3 separate regions of the Zea mays genome follow, and all the other regions are linked to region 1. The links are chromatin contacts, called in public Hi-C maps. All regions are on one chromosome and are shown on one strand. Each heading gives the region's core, a stretch centred on a gene start, on an enhancer-like site or on the middle of the called end of the contact. The rest is flanking DNA. Distances are from core to core; before and after follow the strand shown. Region 1 holds the start of LOC541990 (Glutathione transferase III(b)). Region 2 has its middle 83 kb from the start of LOC100284002. Region 3 has its middle 72 kb from the start of LOC118476813.

What was found. Hi-C and Micro-C count contacts between places; a contact is called where the count stands out from the background.
Region 2: a Hi-C map of tassel shows a contact between it and region 1, with 4 times the contacts expected there. The contact joins the enhancer-like site here to the promoter of LOC541990 in region 1. A contact is called at or near these places in 5 of 25 Hi-C or Micro-C datasets (ear, leaf and tassel) and 1 of 3 datasets of contacts at active chromatin or transcription factors (leaf).
Region 3: a Hi-C map of leaf shows a contact between it and region 1, with 7 times the contacts expected there. The contact joins the enhancer-like site here to the promoter of LOC541990 in region 1. A contact is called at or near these places in 4 of 25 Hi-C or Micro-C datasets (bundle sheath, ear and leaf).

What each region holds. Positions count from the first base shown.
Region 1 is chr3:157,121,690-157,126,614 of Zm-B73-REFERENCE-NAM-5.0, forward strand. It overlaps LOC541990 (Glutathione transferase III(b)), which reads left to right and starts at 2,917. Exons shown (of 3, transcript NM_001111641.2): 1 at 2,917-3,200; 2 at 3,286-3,334; 3 at 3,586-4,479. The coding sequence starts at 3,051. The coding sequence ends at 4,052. It overlaps LOC100272812 (WD repeat-containing protein domain phosphoinositide-interacting protein 3), which reads left to right. Exons shown (of 4, transcript NM_001147265.2): 2 at 547-748; 3 at 1,489-1,615; 4 at 1,708-2,170. The coding sequence ends at 1,798.
Region 2 is chr3:157,306,786-157,311,006 of Zm-B73-REFERENCE-NAM-5.0, forward strand. No RefSeq gene overlaps it. Among protein-coding and RNA genes, the nearest start is that of LOC100284002, 83 kb to the left of the region's middle. Within about 2 kb of position 2,011, at least 17 of the 20 cell types and tissues checked have an H3K27ac peak or open chromatin away from gene starts, as enhancers often do. A contact at or near this core is called in ear, leaf and tassel, where this site is marked.
Region 3 is chr3:157,343,658-157,347,999 of Zm-B73-REFERENCE-NAM-5.0, forward strand. No RefSeq gene overlaps it. Among protein-coding and RNA genes, the nearest start is that of LOC118476813, 72 kb to the right of the region's middle. Within about 2 kb of position 1,539, at least 11 of the 20 cell types and tissues checked have an H3K27ac peak or open chromatin away from gene starts, as enhancers often do. A contact at or near this core is called in bundle sheath, ear and leaf, where this site is marked.

The DNA of each region.
Region 1 (4,925 bases), core at 1,667-4,166:
TAGAAGGAGATGGCTGGGGGACAATTTGCTAGTGTGCAAGGGAAGCACAAAGTGGCGTCTGCAGCATGGTGAGGATGAGGTGTTTTTTCTTGAAGAGGACTCTATTGTGGCATCTGGAGCTGTTTTGCAATTGGTCGAACTATTTTAGAAAAAAAGTGATGCATGCAAGCTCTTGAATGACTACTGCACAACTGCCCCATTCTCAACACTCATGAGGGACACCCTTAGTGATACTTACAATAGAGGAGTGATCTGACTTCTACCTGTTTTTGTAATATATTTAGATTTGAACAAAAAAATATAAACTTATACTGTGAGGTGTTTCTGAGTTCTGATTCTGACTGATCTTGATCAAGATTCCTGCTTATGGATCTCTATGCGTAGCTATTACCAACCTTTGTTGCTCATTGATTTATTCGTTCTTTTTGGGTTTGCTTCCGCCCAAGCTTTTGACAAATGTATTATGTGAGGAAGTCTTAACATTACAATATCTTACTTTTTATCGAGGATATGGTTACTAATTGTGTCTGCTTTCTTCTATTGTAGGTAAGGAGAGGTGCTGATAGAGCAGAAATATATAGCTTGGCTTTCTCGAATGATTTGCAGTATTTGGCTGTCTCCAGTGATAAAGGAACAATACATGTCTTCAACTTAAAGATAAATGTGGGATCAACTGCAAATGACAAGCCTATGCCTTCTCCGGATCCTGAAGTTCCTCACATAAGGCCCTCTCTTTCATTCATTAAGGGTAAGTTCCCTATCTATCCTGGTTTTACTGTAAATGGTATTTATAGGCCTGAAAAGTTCTGTTTCAAAATATACAAGCTCATTATTAGTTGTGATTTGTCTTAAATGTCTTCCCTAAGTTTACACATTGTACTTTGGGAGTTAGTTTGTTGGACAATAAACCTTAAAAGGTTCAGTATATGTTGCATTTCCCATTTTAACAAATTCCAAATTGTTACAAGAATACAGAGTGTTTTCCTAGATCACTTGTTTAGAATTGAACGTGTCCATATTTTACTATTATTGATATACTCCCTCCGATTTCTCTCTCGTCTTATTAGGTTTGTCCTAAGTCAAACATTTGTAATTCTGACCATCAATTTTGGTAAATCCATATAGTTCCACGACATGTAAATTATATATTATGGAAATATTTCTCGTAGTGGATCTAATAACATAAATAATAAATTAACCTCTACAATTTTTTAATCGATGGTTAAAGATAGAGATATTTGACTTAGGACAAATCTAATGAGACATGTAAAAAAAAAAGAGTATTGTCTTGCTGGAAGCTTAGAATCGAACACTGACTGTTGAGTTATGGTCTCTACTCTAGTATATATCCTAGTCACATGGGATGATACCATCTGAAAATGGAAGGGGCTCCTTGCTGTTTCTGTTTGCCTTTATAACCAGGCTTGCTTTTTCTGTTTGCCTTTCTAACCAGGCTTTGTTTCATTGTTTATTTTCCATCAATGGAAGGTGTGCTGCCAAAATATTTTCACTCTGAATGGTCAGTAGCCCAATTCAGGCTGCAGGAGGGTGAACACTATATTGTTGCATTTGGACATGAGAAGAATACTGTGGCAGTCGTTGGCATGGATGGAAGGTGATAACATGGAACATAACATTCGCTCTCTACAACAATAAGCGCTGTAGCTAAATCTAAATATTTCTTCTTTCCCCCCAATGGTTTTGCAGCTTCTACAGATGCCGGTTTGATCCAGTCAACGGAGGAGAAATGCTGCAGCTGGATTGCTACAGTTTCCTGAAACCGTCGGATCAACCGTAGTCACTAGTCCGTAGCAACGCAACATACTGTCAGCATCACCCTCAATCTATTCATGCCCACTACCGCGGTACCAGGATTGTACATTATCTTTGTGTGCCTTCGTTGACTCGTGGGTTTAGCAAAAATAATAATAGTTTATTTGTAAATATATATTTCTTGTTGGCTCTGCTGTTTGTTCTGCGGAAGGCCTAAATCACCCGTCTGCAGACGAACGTAGTAGAATGCATCGTTATTTATTTCATGAATAAAATAAAGTAGCCTAATAATGTTGTCTTAGCGTGGTGAATAAGTTAGGCTAGCGTTGTATTTTTTTTTTGCCCTTGCCTTTTAGGATAAAATATTGTCGGTATGCCTAACTATTCTGTCCTTGTGTTTGATTGGTTGGTTGCGCTGTGATCCTTATAATAGTAATGTTTCGTCTTCATGCGAATCATCATCCGCATCCGCTCTCCCAAGCCCCCAACCACCACCACACGGCTGGCGGTTCGTCGCTTCACCACACAGCACACGTCGTCCGTTCTTTTATTTGTTATCCTTGACCTGATGACTCAATGTCCATGCCCGTAACGCCTTGCACCTACCCCCACCGCTGCTGGCCTTGCATCTCGGGGTGAATCGGGTGATTCAGTATACATATACTGCTTCAGAATTCTCTGCGGAGGACTAGAAACGTGTCTATATTTTACATTCTATACTTAAATATAAAAAGAAAACATAGCAAGCATCTTGCCAGTTAGTCTAGGATATCGCTCAATTACAAAACCAAATATGGTCCTTACATAACTTGTACACGTAGCCTTCTTGATCAGAAATCGACATGGCAATGCGATTTTTAACACGATAAACCCATTGGCGTCTCCATTTATAACGTGCGTCCGTCAAGGCAGCTTCGTTTCGGGTCTCCTTTTCGGGACACTACAGGAAAACAGATCTGGTAATCTATGCGCCGATTTTTAACATGAGAACCCATCGGCATCTCGATTTCCAAGGCAGATTTCCTTTCTACCTTCCGCCTCATGGAGATGCAATGCAACGGCAATTTGCGCCATTTTATTAGAAATTGCGGTGGCGCAATTAAATATATCGCGGCTGCCCCTGTCGCCCCCGCCCGTCCGCCTCCTTCGTCAGCTGGCAGCTGCTATAATAAGGAAGGAAGAAGATAACGGAGGGCAAGGAAACTCGCTCCCACTCTACTCCTATCCACTGCGGCCTGGACGCGTGCGAGAGACTTGACCAAGCAGCAGCAGCAGGGATGGCGCCTCTGAAGCTGTACGGGATGCCGCTGTCCCCCAACGTGGTGCGCGTGGCCACCGTGCTCAACGAGAAGGGCCTCGACTTCGAGATCGTCCCCGTCGACCTCACCACCGGCGCCCACAAGCAGCCCGACTTCCTCGCCCTCAACGTGCGTCATGTTCATGCGTCTTTCCTCTCTCTCTGCTAATTTAGCTTGCGCCTGATCTGTGTGGCTCCCTCTTTCGTCCGAACAGCCTTTCGGCCAGATCCCGGCTCTCGTCGACGGAGACGAAGTCCTCTTCGGTAAACTCCCCCGCCTCTGTTTTTACTGATAATAATTCTTCGTCGCGGTTGATTATTGTTATGAAATTAAATAACGTACGAGATCTAGATCCAGATCTAGGAGCAGTAATCTCTGGATTTTTTTTTCAATTTTTTTTTTTAAAAAAATGAACCTTATCCCTGTTGTGTTGACCACTCGGATTTCTGTGCTGAACTGTCCTAAGAACTCAATAGCTGTCGTGTCGTGTAAGAACCGCAATCTCGCGTTGCAGAGTCCCGTGCGATCAACCGGTACATCGCCAGCAAGTACGCGTCGGAGGGCACGGACCTGCTCCCCGCGACGGCGTCGGCGGCGAAGCTGGAGGTGTGGCTAGAGGTGGAGTCGCACCACTTCTACCCGAACGCGTCGCCGCTGGTGTTCCAGCTGCTCGTGAGGCCGCTCCTGGGCGGCGCCCCCGACGCGGCGGTGGTGGACAAGCACGCGGAGCAGCTCGCCAAGGTGCTCGACGTGTACGAGGCGCACCTCGCCCGCAACAAGTACCTCGCCGGGGACGAGTTCACGCTCGCCGACGCCAACCACGCGTCCTACCTGCTCTACCTCAGCAAGACCCCCAAGGCCGGGCTCGTCGCCGCCCGCCCCCACGTCAAGGCCTGGTGGGAGGCCATCGTCGCCCGCCCCGCGTTCCAGAAGACCGTCGCCGCCATCCCCTTGCCCCCGCCGCCCTCCTCCTCGGCTTGACCTCGCCTTGCGTTGCGCCGTTGCCTGGGTCGCGGATGCGTCGGAGCCCCGAGTCGAATAAAAGAGGCAGCATCCTGTCTTGCATTTGCTGCTGCGCCATGTGTTAACAGCCTGTGTAATAAACACTGTTGCTTTCGTGTGTGTTCATTGCCTTTTGGTTGGTCTTTGCATATCCTACTAGTGCTGATCTTTTTGTGAAGCTTGGATTGGATGGACGCGTTTTCTTCACCGTAATTCCCTTCTTCCTGAGCGACGTGACTGTTGATTCGAACAACAACAAAATTTTCGGCCCACAACCGCAAGGCCCGTTCCTACGACTCACCTGTTGGGTTTGGGTTACAGTTAAGGCCTTCCTCTTGGATGAATTTATATCCCATATCTAATTCTATGGTGGGATTAAATCCATCATTTAATTCATGTATCTCTCAAAACTAGTTATTTTTTGATCCATACATTCTAATTTAAACTCGTGCAATATCCTTATAAAGATTTGTTCTATACCTAATAACCTATGGATAAAATCCATGTCTTTCATAATTTAAAAAATTTCTAAACCCTTAGGTTATAATCTACGATGAATTTAACCGAATAAGAATAAAAAAATGGAGTAGGCTTATATTATTTTGTGACATGGATTTAATTTCAATTCATACTAATCCAGAGTTAGATTAAATTGGTATAAACGACCAAATAATGTTCTTAAGGCGTCGCCTAGACGTACGCTCGGGCAAAACTAGCCGCCTTACTCGTCTTACCCGCCTAGGCGCCGCCTAGCCAACTTTTTTGCATTTTAGCCCCTTTAGTGTTTTTTTTGCACAACTATGCCCTTTGCAGTTTCATTTCAAAAAATAGACTCTTTGCTCGACGCCATCA
Region 2 (4,221 bases), core at 761-3,260, 180 kb after region 1:
CATTTATAATTTTATATCAATTAAATGAATTACTACATGAGTTTCTAGTGAAAAAAAAATTAATAATATGTAAATGTGGTCAGAAAAGACTGGATTTTGGCATGTACACATAACCCGAGGACAGAATCATGATGATTCTATTTGAGATCATGGGGCTTTTAGATTCTATAAGCTAAGATGCAAGGTGGAAAGTACAATGCATCGAAAAAAATCGTGCCTCTACAAATCAATCATAAATGGCCAGTAGTATGTGAATTTATGAATACACATCATACATGTACGTACATAGGACAATGTTGCAACTAAAGAACCAATCTCATGTTATATAGTGCTACAAGAAACCACCGGATCGATGCTCTATGGGTTCTATGTGTGCGAGTTCATGAGAAAGAACGGGCGATACATCACGAACCCTGACAAAGGTATTATTAGTAATAGTCATGTATCATGAGAAAGAACAGGCGATACATCACGAACCCTGACAAAGGTATTATTAGTAATAGTCATGTATGTATTTATGTCATTAAAGATACAAATGTATTATCGAGTGTAAATATTGATGTTTATAAACTTCCTTTACAAAAATTTCAACGAGGAAAGACAGAGCACATGACCGAATGTGCATTGTGCAACATAATTGAGGGTCTATGCACATTCATATTGAGAGGTCATTCCCTGTGAAGGAAAATATCATGATGCTACCGGTACCTTAGCTAGACCATAGTTTAGAATACTAACAAAAATTAATAGACTAAATCTTAGCCGAGATAGTTATTAGAGCTTAAGTGAAAACTTTGATGTGTAGAATGTGTGATGCATATATGGTTGTAAACACAAAACTTTGATGAACATAAATCTATGATAGAATTTAATTCTATGTTGCTTTAATTATCTATACACACGTGCACGTGTGTTTTTGCAAATGTATATCAAAGTCAGTTTTGTTTGAAAATTTGAAAAAAAAAGACGGAAAAAGTACCACTGGCGGCTAATGAATGTTATTTCCACCGACAGTTCGTTAAGAAAATCGCCAGTGGAATTAGTATTTCTATTGTCGGTTGTTTTAAAAAAATTGTCATCATTTCCACTGCCGGTTCTAAAATAGTCATCAGTGAAAATATCGATTTGTACTAGCCCCTATCACTGACGGTACGGAAAACCGACAATGCAAATAGATTTAGAACCAGCACTATATAGTTTATGTGTACTAGTGACATCCATTACAGTATTACACCACTATCAATTGTCTCCTCTATTAAGCTGTTCAAGTCGATCAGGTGGTAAAACAAGTCTATCTGCGTAACATAGATCACCGAACAAATTTAGGTTATGTGCTCTTTCCATAAAGGGGTGGCATTTCCTCTTTCTTGATCAATAGCGGTACAGTGGTCCACGCATGCGGTCCCATGCCCATGCAAATCGCGATCGATGGAGCTCTGTGACGTCAATTATACACGTACCGATCTACACCACCTACGTAAGTGACGTCAAAACCCCCCTAATGGACAGAGAGGCCGGCGGCCGTAGTAGCTGTAGCAGTACTGAACCGCCCCTGCCAGTGCCAGACCCTCATCGGTCCATGCATGGCATGCCGCATGCATGACATGCACAGCACGGCGCGCTAGCGGCAAGCCGGCAAGGCAAGCCGCGCACAGCACGCGACCCGACGCTCTGGTGCCGTGTGGCAGTGTGCACGCCGACCACCCCGGCCCCGATCAGCGACCCTGGACGGAGACCGCGCGCCCGCCGGCGTCGGCGTCGATGGCGAACCAGGCGAGCATTGATGGCCACACGCGGGCGGCGGATCGGAGGTCGTCCGTGGGATCATAGTACCACTACCGTGCATCCCGGGCCCCGGGTGACCGCGCCCTCGCTGACGTGACAGCTGGCAGGACCTCGACCAGTCGCCGTCGCCGAATTTAATCGCGGCGCAGTGTCTCTGGACGTGTGCGTGGTCACCACTCTCCATCTAGGCCGGGGCGCATATGCTAGGCGGATGAAGCAGAGCAGGGCAGGGCGCGGTGGTCCTCGTCCTTGCGCCCGGCCGGTCGCCGCGAGCGAGCCCCCTCGCTGGCTGGATGTGTAGCGCGTCATGTCACAGATCACACGTACTGTACCATATGCTGCTCTGGCACGCTGAGACGAGAGGTACCAGCACGACAGGGACAGACCCATCCATGTACATATGGCCCAACGCTTCCTCGCGCGTTATCCATTAACTCCTTTTCTTCGTTATCACGTAGGAGGTTGTTGAGGCCAGGGTTCATCAAGTCGGTGGGCTTCAAAAACCGGTCAGGCCGAAGTTCGCGATTTATCGACCTAAACTAGAAAGAGCAGACAGGTCAAATCAAAATTTAAACCCTTCTTTTAATCCGCTCAGTTTGACATTTTTGGCAAATAAAAGCACGCTTAGGTCACAGCGATTGAACAAAAAAATGGAACAAATGTTATCACAAGTCCACTAACAACATTTAGCAGTTCAAATACATTACATCACTATCGGAATCGAGCGCTTTGCCGAGTGTCTGAAACACTCGGCAAAGCATTTGCCGAGTGTGACACTCGGCAAAAAGATTTCGACGAATAGTATATCGGCAACGACTTCTTTGTCGAATACTTTTTATCGGGCACTCGGCAAAGTCTTTGCCGAGTGCCACTCGGTACTCGCCTACTCGGCAAAAAAAAGCGGCCGTCACGATGCCGGGTAACGGAGACGGCGCCTTTGCCGAGTGTTCTAGGTGACACTCGGCAAAGAAGTTAATTACCTTTGCCGAGTGTCTACCAGCCTGCACTCGACAAAGGGTCTATCCGCGAGCCCTTTGTCGGCTTCTTTGCCGAGTGCTCTAGGTGGCACTCGGCAAAGCTTGCTTTTTTGCCTAGTGCCAGGGCCACAACACTCCGCAAAGAAGCTTTACCGGTGTCCAGGTGTTGCTTCTCTGCCGAGTGCTATGGCTCTGACACTCGGCAAATTACCTCTTTGCCGAGTGTTAGTATACACATTTTAATTTGTTTTTGCTATTTCATCCAAACAAACAAAAGATATCACAAATACCTCACAGATATCACATAATCATCACAGATATAACATATACATCACATATCTCACAAACACCATAAATCAAACAAGTTCTCACAGCATTACCAACATGTTCGGACATAAACATAAGTATCCAACACTCAAGAACATAAGTCTCAAGTATCTCACAAAGCAATACCAACATCTAAGAACATAAGTCTAAAGAACAACAACACTAAGAAAGATAATATCTCATCGCGGTGGGCGGCTGGACTAGTGCGGCGATGGGCTGGGCGATCCATGAGGGTTGTTGGATGCCGCCCCAGATTGTCCCTGCACAGAGAAAAGATTGCATATGTTACACCAGATGCATTACCAACATCTAACTACAATTTTGATACTCATAGGAGTATGGAACAGAGCAGGGTCAACTGTAGGGAACAATGGAGGTGGTGGAGCGAAACCCTGTGCGGCGCCAAGGCTCTGCATGTACTGGAACATCTCGGCCATCCTCTGCTAATCTACCTGGCGGGCCTCCCGCTCCGCCATCATCCTCGCCTCCATCTCCTGACGTTCCCTCCTCTCTGTTTCTAGCTGGGTCTATAGTATTCCAAGCCAATGTTATAGTAACTCAAATAGAAGGTATATAACTCAAGGAATGACGACTTACAGAAGCACTAACCTCGAGTTGTTGTATGTGATGATGTGAGATGTCCTGCCAAGGTCGTACGGCTGGACTCGAGCCCGTGCTCCTTGCTCGCACCTGAGACAGAGTGGGAGTGGACGACGAGTCGATTGCCCCATTGGCAATCCAGTACCGCCCATGTCTCTTGCCTCCTTCAACCCTCATGAGGACATCGGGGTCGATCTGCTCGGTCCTCGGATCGTATTCTGGGCCATGGACCTCCTATGCCATGGTGGTGTAGTCATGAAGGCGGCTGTAGACGGCGGGGTTGTTGTATGCCTCAGGCCCGTCATCCAGGTTGTAGCGCCTTGCCCTTGTGGGCCATAGCATATGCCGAGAAGATGGAGCAAGACTGGCCACCATGTGACGCCGACTGCAAGAAACCCAATGAGATAGTTAGAAATAATATCTAATCCACTATTATATACCTAAATAAAAAAGAGGGTGTATCAATGCTTCTACGTATTGGCCTAGGCTGCGACTGCCTTGGTGGTGGGAGGGACCTTGCATCATCAGAAGC
Region 3 (4,342 bases), core at 289-2,788, 220 kb after region 1:
TTCGGCGCCTGCGCGCCGCAAAGTCGCCGCGGAGGCGCGGCTGAGCGCCGCCTAGGCGATGCGCCCGCCTAAACACCGCACAACGCCCTAGGCTACGCGGCAGCCCACCGATTAGCGCCTAGGCGCGCCTAACCGTCGCCTAGCCGAACACTGATTGCAGGTTGTGGGTGCATCAGACCGTCTACAGAAGGAGTCCAGTGGCGCATCTGACCGACTGAGCAGTGGGGCCAGCATGAGGCTTCAGGCAGCCTGGTGCACTATACCACCTCCGTACATTAAGAGTGATGTCTCGGGTTTTATTTTTATAAATCACCGAACATTCTTTGTTCACGGTTCGGTGGTGTACCGGACCGACCTCCAACGGCTACTTCGTGTCGGCGTGTGCTGGCCAACGGCGAGCTGGCACCCGGTCCGAAGTCGCACCAGACCGGTTTGGAGCCCATCAGCTATGGAAAGGCTCCAGTTAGACCCTGAATTGAGGGCTAAAGGACCCAGTTCGATGGCGCATGGGACCAGTCGGGTGCCCACGCAGCAAGCAAATTTTCAGCAAGTTTTTGAATGAATGGGCAACGGCTATGGGGGCTCTTTGGGCTATAAAAGGAGCTCTATGCGTCCTCCTTAAGAATACCAAGCACTCCCAAGTAGCATACAAAGTGTAGAAAATTTAGGGGGTGTTTGGTTTCTATGGACTAATTTTTAGTCCCTACATTTTATTCCATTTTAGTTCCAAAAATGCTAAATATAGAAACTAAAATTCTATTTTAGTTTCTATATTTAACAATTTATAGATTAAAATGGAATAAAATGATGGGACTAAATATTAGTCCCTAAAAGCTAAACACCCCCTTAATATGTTCAGATCAAGTTGGATTGGTCGGATCGGCCCGTGACTCATGATTAGTTCTAAGTCGCGAGATCGTCATCAGCGGCATGACCCTGCTTGCAATGGTGGCAGGTGGAAAGAAATTTCTCTTTTACAGAAGTTATCTTCTAACTTGAGAGTAATTAGAACCTGAAATGTAATATGTTGGTAGAGGAAATAATAATATACTTCTATAGAGTTTTAAATAAATTCTATACGATTTTTGATAATTCGGTCGTATGACGATTGCACGAAATAAATCCATGATCAGAAAGAAAAAAAAAGACCGTGCATGCCCAAAAAGAATAAATCATATATATAAAGTTTCTCGTATATCACCACTACCGGTGATTAAATAGAAAAAGAGAGCATAAATCCCCGTACGCTGCTGCGGCTTGTGGTGGATCCGGAACCGATGCGGAGATGGAGAACAACTGGTTGGGCCGGAATACGGCAGCCTTTTTTCCCCAACGGGAAAAAAGGGTGAATATATATGGTCGAATTTCCATGCGAATAATAACGTGATGGATCGATGCGCCGACCGAGGGGATGAGGTTACATTTTTTCTAAGACGAGCGGAGAGAGATAAAAATCACCGAATCCTTATCGCCTCTCTATCTCACTCGCACACCCGGTCGTCATCGGCGTCCAGCATTGAAGCACCGCCATACATGTCTTGAAAACCGGTCGCTAGTCTTCTTCCGTTCAAAGCTGTGCGAACCAGCCCAGGCCGTTTGGCAGCCCAAAGCCCAAAATTCCTTCGATCGCATCGAACCAATTACTAAGCCCGAGGACTTCGATCGCCATTTTTTCTCACAAAAAAATGCTAGCTCTACTAGAAAAGAAAATGGAACCATATATATATATATATATATATATAGTTTATATATTAGGAGCCCTATGCTTTCAATAACTAGAGGAAGGCTAGGTCGGACGGTGTAATCCGGTCGAGCCGGACCACATTCGGACGTCTATAAAACAGGCCCCGGAGTGCTATGGTTCAGTTTTTTACGCTCCACCCCGATTCATTAGCGACGCCGCGTGCGACGACGGCGGTTGCCTCAGAGCGTGCGCGGCGGTGGATCCCCACCCAGTGGCCGCAACTCCATGACCTCGATGCGCGGTGGCGGAGGTTCCTCGATCCGGAGTAGTGGCGGCGGCTCCCCGATCCAGAGGGCGAGCGACAGCGGGGCCCTTGTGCAGGCAAGCGGCGGCGTCCCCGAGGTCCCGAGGAGGCGGCACTTCCAAGGCCGGCGAGCAAGCGATGCCCATCGACGTGCGAGTAGCGACGGCGACGCATAAGGCACGATATTCGAGCGAGCGGCGTCACGAAAGGCCCGAGATGCGCGCAGCGATGATCGCGCGTGACATCCTCCGATCCGGCGCAGTTTTCTTTTCGATTATTGTGTTTTATGCCTACCACATGTATTATTTACGCCAAAAACTGTACGATTTTATGCTTAAACACGAAGTTCGTATATCAGTTTACTGCATGCACATTGGAAAGACAATTCCTTGATTTATGATGTTCGTAATTTGCGCACATGCAATGGAAACTCCCACGATTTTTGCCATAATTTTTGGATCTGTATAAAAATAGAAACCTGAAAGTTGCCTAGAGGGGGGTGAATAGGCAAGTTAAAACTTTTTCAACAAAAACTAGAAGCAAACTGGGTAAAACTGAATTGATCTCGAAATTCACCTAGTTAACTTTGGAAATGAGATGTTCTAAATGATCCACAGGGTTCAAAGTAGTAGATCTGAGAACGACACTTCTCAAAATCCACACACCAAAAAGATATAAACAAATCTTTCACGGAATGGTGAGAGAACGAAGAACACAAACAAACACAATGAACAAGAACACAAGAGACACAAGAATTATCCCGAGGTTCGGTCACACCACAAAAGGTGCCCTACTTCCTCGTTGAGGCGCCCAAAAAGAGCCGGGTCTCTTTCAACCCTAATCCTCCCTTCGCCGACTACAAAGGTCAATCCCACACAATAATCTTTGCTCAAACGAGTGGGTAATACAAACTTTCTTATGGTCTTCCACAAGATTTGGAGACTCACAAGAGACACCTAGTCGTGTAGGAGCTAGAAGCTCCAAGAGTAATGAATCCACAAACAACTCGATGTAGTACCAAAGCTCGAATGAAGAAGAGCAAGAGAGATTTGGAGATGAAGCACAAAAACTGCAGCTCTCAAACTCACTCAAAGATTTCTCTCCAAAGATTTGAAATGGGAGAGGCAAGAGATGTGTGAGAGAGAGTGGGAGGTGTTCTTCAAGTTAGAAATGGAGTTTGGGTCGTGCTCTTGTGTGGGGAGAGAGGTAGGAGTGAGTATATATAGGTGGGGCTTCAAAACTAGCCATTGGACTGATTTTGGCTGTGGAGGACCGGTTGAACCGCCCTAGGACCGGTTCAACCGCCTGGGGTAGGCTGACAGTCAGACTGGCAGACTGCAGGTCAGACTGCAAAAACAGGTCCTGACACCGGTTGAACTGCCCCTAGGGCCGGTTCAACCGCCTGCGGGTCAGACTGGCAGTCAGTCTGCCAGTCAGGAGGTCAGACCGGTCAGGTGACCCTGACGCCGGTTGAACCTCCCCTAGGACCGGTTCAACCGGTTTTGACCAGTGAGGTCCAGAAAAAAACCCCGGTTGAACTTTCCTTGGACCCCGGTTGAACTCGCCCTGTACCCCGATTGAACCTGCCTGGACCCCGGTTGAACTTGAAGTTCAGCTAGAGTTGAGAAAGCTCAACTCAGCTGAAGTTCAGCTTAGCTGAAAAGCTCAGCTGCAGCTGAAGAAGCTCAACTCAGCCGAAGTTCAGCTCAGCTGTAGTTGAAGAAGTTCAGCTGCTTTTTAACAAGAACACTCTAGGTTTCTCAAACCTAACCGCGGTCAACCATAGAACGTTCAAGAGATTTTTGGTTTTCAAAAATAGCTTTTGAATATAAAGGCTTGAGCTTTGGCAAACACCAACCTTCTTTTTGGGTCCCTCTTTATAGTACGACGATTCCTATACTCAAGTTAAATAAAATATAATTAAGTAAACTCCTTGAGTGATTGGTGTCTCATGTGTGATTTCTCCATGGCGTTGCTTCATAAGGATCACAAACATCTTTGTATCACCTTTTGAAGCAAATACAACTCAAACCTGTGACTTGTACCTGAGAGCACCTAGAGGGGGGGGGGTGAATAGGTGATCCTGTAAAACTTAAAAACTTAAGCCACCAAAACTTTGATTAAGTGTTAGCACAATAATCGCCAAGTGGCTAGAGAGTAGTCTCAACAAAACACAATACCACAAGAGATCAAACACAGAGATGACACAGTGGTTTATCCCGTGGTTCGGCCAAGACCAACGCTTGCCTACTCCACGTTGTGGCGTCCCAACGGACGAGAGTTGCACTCAACTCCTCTCAAGTGATCCAATGATCAACTTGAATACCACAGTGTTATGCTTTTCTTTTCTTATC